Regions from separate parts of the Mus musculus genome. Here regions 1, 2 and 3 are each linked to region 4. A link is a contact called in public HiChIP or PLAC-seq and promoter capture Hi-C data. All regions are on one chromosome and are shown on one strand. The core of a region is the stretch at or near the end of the contact, and the rest is flanking DNA. Distances in the headings are between cores, read along the strand shown. Region 1 holds the start of 6430584L05Rik (RIKEN cDNA 6430584L05 gene). Region 2 holds the start of Aqp1 (aquaporin 1). Region 3 overlaps Gm34358 (a long non-coding RNA gene). Region 4 holds the start of Scrn1 (secernin 1).

Evidence for each region. Promoter capture Hi-C pulls out the DNA fragments that hold promoters and counts their contacts. HiChIP or PLAC-seq counts read pairs in DNA pulled down with a chosen protein or histone mark.
Region 1: a promoter capture Hi-C map of pre-B cells shows a contact between it and region 4, with 8 times the contacts expected there. The contact joins the promoter of 6430584L05Rik here to the promoter of Scrn1 in region 4. A contact is called at or near these places in 6 of 39 promoter capture datasets (the 3T3-L1 cell line, the C10 cell line, hematopoietic stem and progenitor cells and 3 more).
Region 2: a contact with region 4 is called in an HNF4G HiChIP or PLAC-seq map of pancreatic cancer cells. The contact joins the promoter of Aqp1 here to the promoter of Scrn1 in region 4. A contact is called at or near these places in 1 of 39 promoter capture datasets (pre-B cells) and 1 of 115 datasets of contacts at active chromatin or transcription factors (pancreatic cancer cells).
Region 3: a contact with region 4 is called in a promoter capture Hi-C map of embryonic stem cells, with 6 times the contacts expected there. The contact joins the enhancer-like site here to the promoter of Scrn1 in region 4. A contact is called at or near these places in 14 of 39 promoter capture datasets (the 3T3-L1 cell line, 3T3-L1-derived adipocytes, the HPC-7 cell line and 8 more), 4 of 484 Hi-C or Micro-C datasets (the HPC-7 cell line, bone marrow-derived macrophages, embryonic retina and 1 more), 8 of 115 datasets of contacts at active chromatin or transcription factors (astrocytes, embryonic basal ganglia, embryonic forebrain and 3 more) and 1 of 9 other capture datasets (macrophages).

The regions. Positions count from the first base shown.
Region 1 is chr6:55,395,482-55,398,181 of GRCm38.p6, forward strand. It overlaps 6430584L05Rik (RIKEN cDNA 6430584L05 gene), which reads left to right and starts at 1,406. Exons shown (of 4, transcript NR_046179.1): 1 at 1,406-1,492.
Region 2 is chr6:55,334,976-55,337,675 of GRCm38.p6, forward strand. It overlaps Aqp1 (aquaporin 1), which reads left to right and starts at 1,324. Exons shown (of 4, transcript NM_007472.2): 1 at 1,324-1,899. The coding sequence starts at 1,516.
Region 3 is chr6:55,158,199-55,160,898 of GRCm38.p6, forward strand. All of the region lies in intron 1 of Gm34358 (a long non-coding RNA gene), which reads left to right. Among named protein-coding and RNA genes, the nearest start is that of Gm34358, 5.1 kb to the left of the region's middle. Within about 2 kb of position 1,268, at least 9 of the 459 cell types and tissues checked have an H3K27ac peak or open chromatin away from gene starts, as enhancers often do. A contact at or near this core is called in embryonic stem cells, where this site is marked.
Region 4 is chr6:54,565,051-54,567,750 of GRCm38.p6, forward strand. Scrn1 (secernin 1) reads right to left here and starts at 1,332. Exons shown (of 8, transcript NM_027268.2): 1 at 1,190-1,332.

The DNA of each region.
Region 1 (2,700 bases), core at 156-2,655, 830 kb after region 4:
CTCCGAATTCACCATGATGGCTAGGTTCATGGTTGGCTGGAGTTTGGGTGATAGGAGCATATAGAGATGGGAAAGTATAGTAACTGGAGGGTAAAAAATAGGAGAGGAGGGCACATGGGTGACTGATGACCAGTCAGTATTAATAATCTGGGAACCTCAACTAGAGAAGGCAGGGTTAGCCTTTCTCGGAGACAAGACATAAGAGACTTGGCTCTATTTGCAAGAGAGCATATGCAGTGGGCATGGAGCTGAGGGGAAGGATGCAGACTGAATGGGACGTGGACCTGGGAGGTTTAGTGTCAGGGTGGAGTAGCAAGCTGAGGAGGAACCCTGGGAGGAGAGGAGGCTCTGTGCATGCAGCTGGGTCCTGGGGTCCTGATAAAGCAAAAGAAGAGACTGCGGGGAGTTGGGGGCATTGTGGAGACAAGGAGAGAGAAGACTAGTAGGGTACTGACCATTTGTCTGGGCATTTCTGTCAGCCAAGGTGAAGGTTGGGGCTTGAGGGACTAGGAGAACTTGGGCCAGAGTCTCCTGAACTCTGGGGCACCTTCAGAGGTCCAGGAATCTCAAGAGGTGGGACTCAACATGGGAGGGATAGCAAAGAGAGAGATAGGGCCAGGATGGAGAGGACCCGGGAGAGCTGCAATTGCTATAGGAAGCCTGTGTCTTGAAGCTTGTGTCTAGAAGCCTGTGATGCCTTTAGCCTGTGGCTTCAGGGGCTCCCAGAGGCCCCACGCCTGGAGCCCTTATGTGGTGTTGGAACATAACAAGAAGCAGCAGGGTTGGATTTATTTTTTCAGTCAGCTCTGATTGGCTCACTCATGTGTATGAACCTCTTCCTGTGGACAGTGCTCTTTCTGGCTGGCTCGCAAGCTTACGCTCATCTCAGCTCTCCATTCTTCCCTCTAGGAGGCTCCAGTTCCCAGATTCAGGGCAATGAAACCAGAATAGCACACACAGCAGCTGTGCTGCCTCAATAATACAAACATCTGGGTCCTGGGGCTGCCAGAGTGGCTGGAGCCTTTCTGCATGCAGACAGCCAACATCTTCCTAGTTAGAATTTCCCCCTGCCCCTACTTTCTCTTTCTTGTCCTCTCTTCCCCTCGAGGTCATTCTAACCCAGGTAGTGTGTTGTTACATGATACGTGATGAGAATGTGTGGCGCTCTCCCTGCCTCTCAGTGAGGAGAAGCAGGTGGGTAGCATACGTGTTCACAGATTCTTTTGGGGCTCTGGCTTCCCTGCAGCAAGTAGGTGGGTCCGCGAGCCTCCCTCCCTCAGAGGCATTGCATAAGCAGCCGCAGCCCTGAGTACATTCCCATGGTTACCGGGCTGGGAAAGGCTGGCCGAGATGGCATCGCCATGGCACCGGCATGGTCCACAGCTCTGCTGGGCGTGGCTCTGGTATGTGTAGCTCTGGTCTCTTGCTGGACAGATGGCCTTCACAGAGGGCCCTCCCAGACATCCAGTGGCCTTGGATATCATGATGTGAGGTAAGCAGACAGGAGCAGTCTGGGTGGAATTTGAGGGCTTCTCATGTCCTCACAGAAGGCCTTCAGTGGCTCAGCCAGCAGCCTTGCTGTGCGGTAGCTCTGAAACCAGTTTTTCCTCATCAAGGGCTCAGCACAGACCAGATGGGCCAAGCCACAGCTCTGCCCATTGCCTACACCCCCTTGGAAGCCCCTTACTCAAGCCCATAGGAATGAGGAATATGGAGCCTGGGCTCCATAGCCATCTGTGTTTGGCCACCCTCAGGCAGGCTGTGCCCAGGGATGCTACAGTCAGGGATAAGATCTTCAGACCTAGGCCTGTCTGGGGGACACAGGAGAAGAAGGGCATGTGAAATGGGTGGTCGAGCTGTCAATGCAGCTGTGGGGATGGCTTGAAAGGAGAAAGTCGGAAAAAGGGGCTGGCAAGAAGGCAGAGGCAAAATTCTGTGTGTCTCTCCATGATCATGTCTGCATATGAAGGCTCAAAGCTAGTCTCTGTGGTGCTAGAGCACAGGAAACTCCATGTAGAAGGTAGTTGGATGGGGAGCAAAGATGCCGTGTGGGGCCCGGGGAAAGCTCAGTAGGCATTCCTCCTATAGGGACACCACCAAGTAGTTCCCTGAAGCTCAAGCTTGCGTCTGTGATTGTCCTATAAGATGTCCCACAAAGGGTCACCCAGTTCTTCCAGCCAACCAATAAGGATCATCCAAATCATTCTAACCAGGGTGATGTCCTAACCCATCCTCTTGTCACAGTTTTCCGTGTGTAAGTCACATCATGCTGCATCAGACTCCATGCAGACCCTAAACTGAGACTCTCTTGTCCTTCACAGCCCATGTAACAAATAGGGACAAAATAAACCTTATCACCTCCCTGACGTGACATTTGTTTTTAAAGTAGGACACCTGGAACAAAAAAGCAGAGTGTCCTCTCATTTGGCTGAGCACTGTGTGTCAAGCCTCTCAAATGGTCCAGAATGTCTGTGAACGTGCAGTAAGTGTCAGCTCTGGAGCTAGCCAGCCAGGAAGTCCTATACAGCAAGGACCAGCTATACATTATCGAAGCATTCCATTTATATGGCCAGTCTTCCCTCTGCTTCACTTACAGCCATATCCACAGATGGAGTGGGTCCTAGTCATGATCCATAGCAGATGTCTGTCTTCAACTGTTTTGTGTTGCTAGGACAAAATGCTTGAAGTTGAGTAATTCGT
Region 2 (2,700 bases), core at 74-2,573, 770 kb after region 4:
GACAGATGTCAGACTCAAAGACATTTCTTCTTTCTCAGTGAGTGTTGTTTTTCCACCTCTGATGGGTAAGAAGCCAATGATTCTGATAAGGACTAAGATGGAAAGAGAGGGACCAATCATAACAGGTCCTACCTTGTGGCCACAGAGAGAGCCTCCCTATGGGCCTGGTATACCTTCCAGCACACTCAAACAGTAGGCAAGTGACCGACCAGTTCTCTGGTCCTTTACTCGGGATTTTGGGGGTACACAGGAAACATGGTGGGTGCTTTGTCTGCCCCCACCTCCTCTCCACCCCTCCTGGTGTTGGAAAGTGCCTCTGGTCTCCCTTACCTTCCTCTCTCCTCTTTCTCTATCTAGATTCTTGTCCGGCCTATGTCTCCTCTGCTCCGTTTGTCTCTTCCTGTTTCTGACGTGCTGTTTTTTCCTGTGATGCTAGTGACTGAATCCAGTGCCCAGTTGAATATTGTATGCGTGAGCACATCCATAGCCTGGCCGCTGTCTCCTGCAAGGCTGGAAACCTCTTCCACTTTCCACCATCACTCGGATAATGCTTCCTGTTGCTCTGCCTATCATCCCATCACTGCATCTGTCTCTTAGCCCCAGCCCATGTCTCCCATTCGCTCCTTTTCAGGTCCAGCTGTCATTCCTTCCATCTCTTCAGTGACCTGCTAGCTACTTTATCTATTAGAGAAAAAAAAAAAGCCTAAGCAACATTATCTTCCCCACCCCCTCTCAAATCATGGCCTCAAATTGTTTTAAGTTTGAGGAATTGGGGGAGTTTTCCAGCAACCTTGCTTGGCTAAGGTCTGCCATTGTCTAAAGAATGATAGGTGGCTCCCAGAAAGCTTCTCTACTCCCATCAATGAGGCCCGGGGGGCGAGGACACATCCCCAAAGTGACATGCAGCTGCTTGGCCCAGGCCAGGACATTGGAGGCCAGACTGGCCCACAGATTTCTCAGCCTGAGAACTTCAGATTACTAACTCTGCTCAGAGTGGGATGGGACAGGCAGGCAATTTCTGGTGCCACCTCCAGGGAGGGCAATGTCCGTCTGGGGAGTCCAGACAACCCCTATTCCCCACCCCTTCTAGAGTGCCAGCCTCTGCCCTCAGGCACCCTTGAGCTTTGCAGGCTGGGCGGGGACACCTGGATTTCTCTGGCCCCCTGAGAAGAGCCAGCTTGGAAGAATTTCCCAAAGCCTATTAGAGCAACGGTTGCCTCCTGCCTCCTTACGCTGGGCAGGGCCGAGGGCTGAGGCGGGTGGAGGGAGCAAGGGAGGGCAGGAGGGGGAGAGGAGGAAGGAAAAAGTTGGCAGGCAGACAGCAGAGCCCTGTCTGCATCCATCGCAGCGAGGAGGCTCGTGTGGTGTGGGGCGGGCCAGGAGCAAGGAGAGGCCTTCCTCCCTTTGTGCTCCCCCCACCCAGCCCTATAAATAGGCCCAGCCCAGGCTGTGGCTCAGCTCTTGGAGGGAGTTGAGCACCAGGCATCCAGCGGTTAAGTCGAGGTCCCTGCCAGCATGGCCAGTGAAATCAAGAAGAAGCTCTTCTGGAGGGCTGTGGTGGCTGAGTTCCTGGCCATGACCCTCTTCGTCTTCATCAGCATTGGTTCTGCCCTAGGCTTCAATTACCCACTGGAGAGAAACCAGACGCTGGTCCAGGACAACGTGAAGGTGTCGCTGGCCTTTGGTTTGAGCATCGCTACTCTGGCCCAAAGTGTGGGTCACATCAGCGGTGCTCACCTCAACCCTGCGGTCACACTGGGGCTCCTGCTCAGCTGTCAGATCAGCATCCTCCGGGCTGTCATGTACATCATCGCCCAGTGTGTGGGAGCCATCGTCGCCACGGCCATTCTCTCGGGCATCACCTCCTCCCTAGTCGACAATTCACTTGGCCGCAATGACGTGAGTGGGGTATCTTAGGCTTAGGGTGTCTGTAGGAGAAGACAGAGAGGGAGCTGGCTCCATTTGCCTACTGTACAAGGGGGATACTGAAGAACAGAGAGAAGGATGAAGGTTTCTGGAGTCATGCTGAGAACTGGGGCTAGAACTCAGTTGTACTGCATGGTCTCTTTGCTGGTTGGTGCTGTGAGAATGGAGGAGCTAGACAATATGGTTGTGCCAAAGTCCCCTGCAGAGTAGCTACTGCCAGGAATGAGCTGGAGGGGCAGCTAGGTGCATGCCAGCAGTTCCTCCCCTCTTCTGAGCTACCTGAGCAGTCACCTTCCCCCTTTGCAGTCCCGTGCACTAGGCAACCTCTACCTACTGTCCCGAGTACATTTTCTCCAGCTACCCAGTGTGTTTAAAGCCACTTCTGCAAGTGTCTGAGTGTGACTCTCTTGATAAGTTGCCTGGGCTTCTAATCGGCTTCTAATCCTTAGCCAGGTCCCCAAATCAACTTCCTCAGAAAGTCAGGAGACAGCCCCCTTTCCTCCCTCTACCCCCAATAATTAGACAAAGTTGAGAGAACAATACTCTCTCTGGAGCTTTGGGAGAGTTTTCTAGATACCAGTTCAGGAGAAGGGCTCAGCTCAGCAGTCCCTGGCCACTGAACCGTGGGGCATGCTGGCTTGTTGTGTGCGGAGGTGGAAGCGAAGGTGTGTGAGTGTCTGCTTGGGTCCTGAACTTGTGTAAGCTATTTTCACGTTGATGCTGTGTTGTTGGAGAGTGTGTAAGCACTTGTACCCATTGTTCCTGGCTTTAATG
Region 3 (2,700 bases), core at 18-2,517, 590 kb after region 4:
AGACAGGAAGCTGGGGTTTATTCTATCTCTGCTGTGACCAATGCTTTTATTCGGCTGAAAGGGTTGTCCTGGAGAAACTCCCACCATTTGGAGCAGTCTGGTACTTCTTTGTGACTAGACTGAGCAAGAATATTATAAGGCTAAGCAAGGTGGTGGTGGCACGTGCCTTTATCTATCTGATCTTTCTATCTGATCAAGGCTCAAGATCTCTTGGGGCCATGCAGCATGGGAGTCTAGAAAATTCTATCTCTGCAAGCACATAAGAAGGGGATAAACATATATATATTCCTTTGCAGCATCTGGTCTCAGAAGGCCTAAACCAATACCAGTCTATGTTGTCATGCTGACCTGGGGATCCTAGTGGTCCTGTTTGCCTGGGCACTCGTCACTATAAATCGAGGGTAAAAGAGTAAAAGATGGTTTGGGCTACTGGGTTGGGAGGTTGAAGAAACCCTGGAGCCTTTGTGTTAGCTGTGTCCTTGCCCTGGGATCACACACACACACATACACACTTTTGACTCCATATTTTTATACCTCTGCCAGGACACTATGGGGCACATTGTTGTTGGCAAGGTTTGACCTGTGGCTTCACAGCAGGTTAATCTGTCCCTACTAGCCAACAAGCAGGCAGGTGAGATCAGGGTGCTGTACCCATGATCTTTGAGGCCCCAATTTATCTCCTGGCTCCTTTTACACATAAGGTAGTGGCGGTGGTACCCTGTTCATGTGCGGGCCCGGAGAAGAAGGGAACGCAACATCCAAGGCCTCTCACAGGCCTTACCAAAAGGATCTTCCCAAAAGGCTTCCTAAGGAAAATATTAACAAAGGACAATAAATGTGAGTCTTCGATTACAGTTTCCCCGCTGCACGGATGCAGGGCTCAGCTGGAATCTGTGGATATTTTTAGGTTGTATAATGTAGCTCTACCTTTAATTTGCATAGCCATTTTTTCCCCTATTGAAGCCCTGTCATTTCAACCCGCTGAGTGCCAGTACATTTTGCTGCAGTGCAAATCTGCCAAAATCATCTTCCAGTTTTGTAAATGGTAAACTGAGGCTCTGAGAGGTAAATCAGCAGGTCAGGAAAGCTGGAAAGACAGAGGAGTCCCAGTAGGCCACTACTCTCCCTGCAGCTCATCTCAGCTGTGGGCAATGGCTGGGGCCTAATTCTTGGCTAATCTCTTCTGCCTCCACTGCCTGGGTGAGCTGAAGCTGAGGAGCAGGGAGTGGAGCCAGGGCCTGCCCCAGTGCAGGGAGGATGTCCAGGGCAGGGCTATGCTGCATTAGCATAACCATAGCATCCAGTTTTCTGGCAGCTCCCTGGCCTGTAGCTTGAGTCATGTAAATTGTTAGATTTGGTTTTAATTCATTTGCTGATGAATATCCCTCTCCAGAGGCCGAGAGGTGGGACAGCAAATCTCTTTTTAATTATTTGGGGGTATTACTTCTAAAGCCCTTTGAGCCAGGCTGGGACCAGAGGAAGCTTCTGCCTCTCTAGCGAGTGCCTAGGTTCCTCTACCATCATGTGCCCAATAAATCACCCAAGGGCCAGGCTGAGCCCAGTGGTTCTCTCCCACTCCTCCCCTCCTCTGTTGCTCCTGCTTCTCTTGCCTCAGATAGAAGAGATGATGGGCCCCTCTGCCTGCAGGCTTGGGTTGGATGGGAGTAGGGGGTGAAAGACCTGATGGTCAGTTGCCCACCGAGGAGCAGTACCCCTGGGGATGCAGCTTTCTAGTCACTTGATGTCATGACCATGTCATCCCTCAGCTGAAGTGTCTTCAGTGCCTCCTAACTTTCCCAGAGTAAGATGATGGGCCTTGCAGCGATATATAGAGCTGTGCATGAACACATCCTATGTCCCCCTAACCCCCGCCCCCTTCATTCTCCTCCCAGGCATTAATCTGCCAGATGCTATTTCAGTGACCCCAGGGCTCTGGCACTGGCCATTCTCTCAAAGATACTTCACTAGACACTTCTTTTTAAAAAAGATTACCTCCCATCTTTAAAGAATTATTTATTTATTATATGTAAGTACACTGTAGCTGTCTTCAGACACTCCAGAAGAGGGAGTCAGATCTCCTTATGGATGGTTGTGAGTCACCTTGTGTTTGCTAGGATTTGAACTCAGGACCTTCGGAAGAGCAGTTGGGTGCTCTTACCTGCTGAGCCATCTCACCAGCCCCTCACTGGACACTTCTTGCGCTTCTTTTCCCCTCTCCTTCTTCAAAGGTCACTTCATAGAGACACTCTTCAGCCATACTGGGCACTCCTCACACCTGCTTCCCTCTAGTCCTGTGCATTGTTTTATGGAAGGTCAGCTGCTTTGCTGAGAGAGTCCACTTCCTTTCTATTCCAGGTCTAGACAGTCCACGGCCGCCAGTTGACTAACACAGGGTTGTAGAAGCCTTGAGACATGTCCTTTGCTGTGATGTGGTTCTTGTGATACGGAGCAAATTGGTATTCTAATTATGATTAATGAGATCATGCTTTGACAGCACCAACTCCATCTTGAACTTCTAACAAAAGCTCTAACGGAGCCAAATGGGTGGCTAATAGTCACCCTGACAACTGGCTGACAGCCACATTGGCAACTGTGCATCCATATGTAAATGACACTGTCCGTACCTGGGCCTTTCCCCTGAAATGGACATCCAAGAGCTCAGATAATACTTTCTATGGCTATAAATACAAACACCGTCAG
Region 4 (2,700 bases), core at 82-2,581:
AGTTAGGCTTTTGACAAGTTAGGGAAACCAGCTGTAGCTCCCTAAACTTCCCACTTGCTCCCCAAGGCACTGCAACTTCACTCAGCTTTAACCAGCTCCAAGTACACTCCCTGCCTATACACAGCAGAGCCTTTTCCTCCTGCTGTTTCTCTCAGCAGCTCAAGCCCGGGGCAGCTGCAGTTGGCTGTGGTCTGCTAGGGTTCCGCCTGGCCTGATTTTTCATGCTGCCATTTTGAATTAGCATAGGTTTACTCAGCAAGTGATGAGGATTTAGGCAGGCGTGAAGCACAGTAAACACACACACACACACACACACACACACACACACACACACAAAACCAGGAAGAAGCACTTAACAAGCTACAATTACACAGAAATACACCTCTATTTAACAGAACCCTACCAGGTCAACTTGGGAGACAGAAAATAGTAAGTTGCCTTAAACGCAAATGGGTGTGATCACATTTTTATTCCTAAATTCCAACCGATTTTCTAAAATTCAGGCGCTCCTTTCATCCTCCTGCAGACCTCACTGTGGTCGCTAAATAATTAGCAATTATTTAGCAATTCTGCCTGGACAAAAAACAAAAAGCAAGACGATAGGGGTAAACTGAGGTGGAGTGATAGCAAGGGTCGAGACACCTGCCATGACCCCACCCGGATTCCAGTGTGCAGGGGTGAGGCCTGGAGCGAAGCAATGTCTGGTGCCAGCTCACTGGCCCTTGGGGATAACCACAGATACCGGGACTCCGCCCGGCGACCAAGGGTAGCGGCCTAGTCAGGCGCCACGGATGCATTACTCGGGAAGGAGCCAGGCTCTCTCTGCTAGCCGCAAGACGGAGCCGCAGGAGCCGCCAGGGGAAGCTCAGGGGCCCGGGGAAGCTCAGAGACACTTCCCGCGCCCTTGCAACTCGGCGCCCAGAAAAAGCAGCACCCGGTTATAAACTGAAAGGGAGGTGCGGGAAGGATGCGGGATGGAGAGCAGGAGCAGATTCTGACCAGGCTGCAGTAGCTTCGTCCCGAAGTCCCTGATCTCAAGTCGGGCCAGACCGAGGCCACCTAACCTCCGATCTCCCCTTCCCTGGTCCACACTCGCGAGGCGTTAGAATTGTAATGGGAAATGTGGTGACCTCCCAGCGGAAGAGCAGCTGCCAGCGCCCCGGCGCTCCCCGCGTAGCCTGAGGCTCACCTGCCAAGCAGCCGGCTCCAGCCGGGTCCAACGGTGCTGATGCTGCGACTGCGGAGTTGGGGGCGCTGCGGCGGCTAGGTTACAGCCTCTGCATCCGTAGCGCAGAAGACCGCCGGCGCTCCGGTTTCCCAGACTCCAGGCTCTCCAGCCCCCGGCTAACAGCTGGTTTGGTCACGCGACCGCAGACCCACCCTCCGCCTCCCGGTGCTCTGGGCCCCAGGACTCGTTGTGTTTGACAGCTGAGGCCTCAGAGCCCGCCCCGCCTGGGAGGGGAGGGCACCAGGAGCCCCCAAGAACAGCAGAGGGGGCGGGACTCAACAGAAAGTGGTTCCTTTCTTTCTAGATTTTTATTTCTTGGTTGAAACTCTCTCGAAGGGAGGAACCAGAGCTTTAAGGAGCCAGGTCCTGCTTTCTCCTGGCAACATTTTACTGTGTGGTTGCTAGTCTGAGCCTTGGTGCCTGGCGAGAATTCCCTGCAGAGATATGCATTCTTCATTTGGTTGATTCAATGTGTCAAAGTCCTTCCCTAATGTTAACCGATTGTGATCGTGCTCATAAACCAGACGATGCAGCATATTCACACTCTGTGGACCAAGGTCATGCAGCAAGTAACAAAGGCAAGATTCCACACCAGGGTTAATAAACTTTTGACAGGGAAAGAGGTGATGCCCACCTCAAGGCTTTTGATAACAACGCCTCAGGGGCTGAGACCCGATCTACCTCGATAAGAAAAGGCTGTAAGAGTCCACTGGGAAGAGAGTAGCAGCAGCGGGCAGCAGCAGATTCACATGTATTTTCCAGTTATCAGATGAACACAAATCAAAGTTTTATAGTCTCTATGGTGTGTGTGTTTGTGTGTGTGTGTGTGTGTGTGTGTGTGTGTGTGTGTGTGTGTATGACAATATCTCTCAAGATAAGAACATATGTAGCCTTTCACCTGATTCCACTTTTGGACTTTTGGAATTCATCTTATAGAAGAAAGGACACGGGTGTGAAATGAGCAGGAGGATTCTGGGGGGGCCATATTATTTGTGTCAGCAACGACTAGAACCAAACCTCACAGTGGTGGTACACACAATTAGGGAGGCTGACAAGGCTACATAGTAACACCTTGTCTCAAAAACTAAAAGATTGAATGAAATTCAGCCTATAAATACCATGGAATTCCATCCAGCATATTTTAAAGATTTAAAGATGAGATCATTGTCTGTGTACTAATTCAAGACTTCCAACTTATACCAAGTAAAAGGCTAAAGTGGGGATAGGTTAGGTGCAGAACAGTGTGTGTGTGTGTGTGTGTGTGTGTGTGTGTGTGTGCGCGTGTGTGTGTGTGAAAATATATACACTTCCTTTTGCAAATGCTTAGACTACTTTTGGAAAGATCCATAAGAAACTGTAACAGGAGATTCCAAAGGGAAGAGAGCTGATGACTGGCCACCAGGTAAGGAGACTTTCCCATGTCCTCTTAAATCAGTGTGTGCTTGTAGCTTGTCAGGTGAGGAAGCAGACAG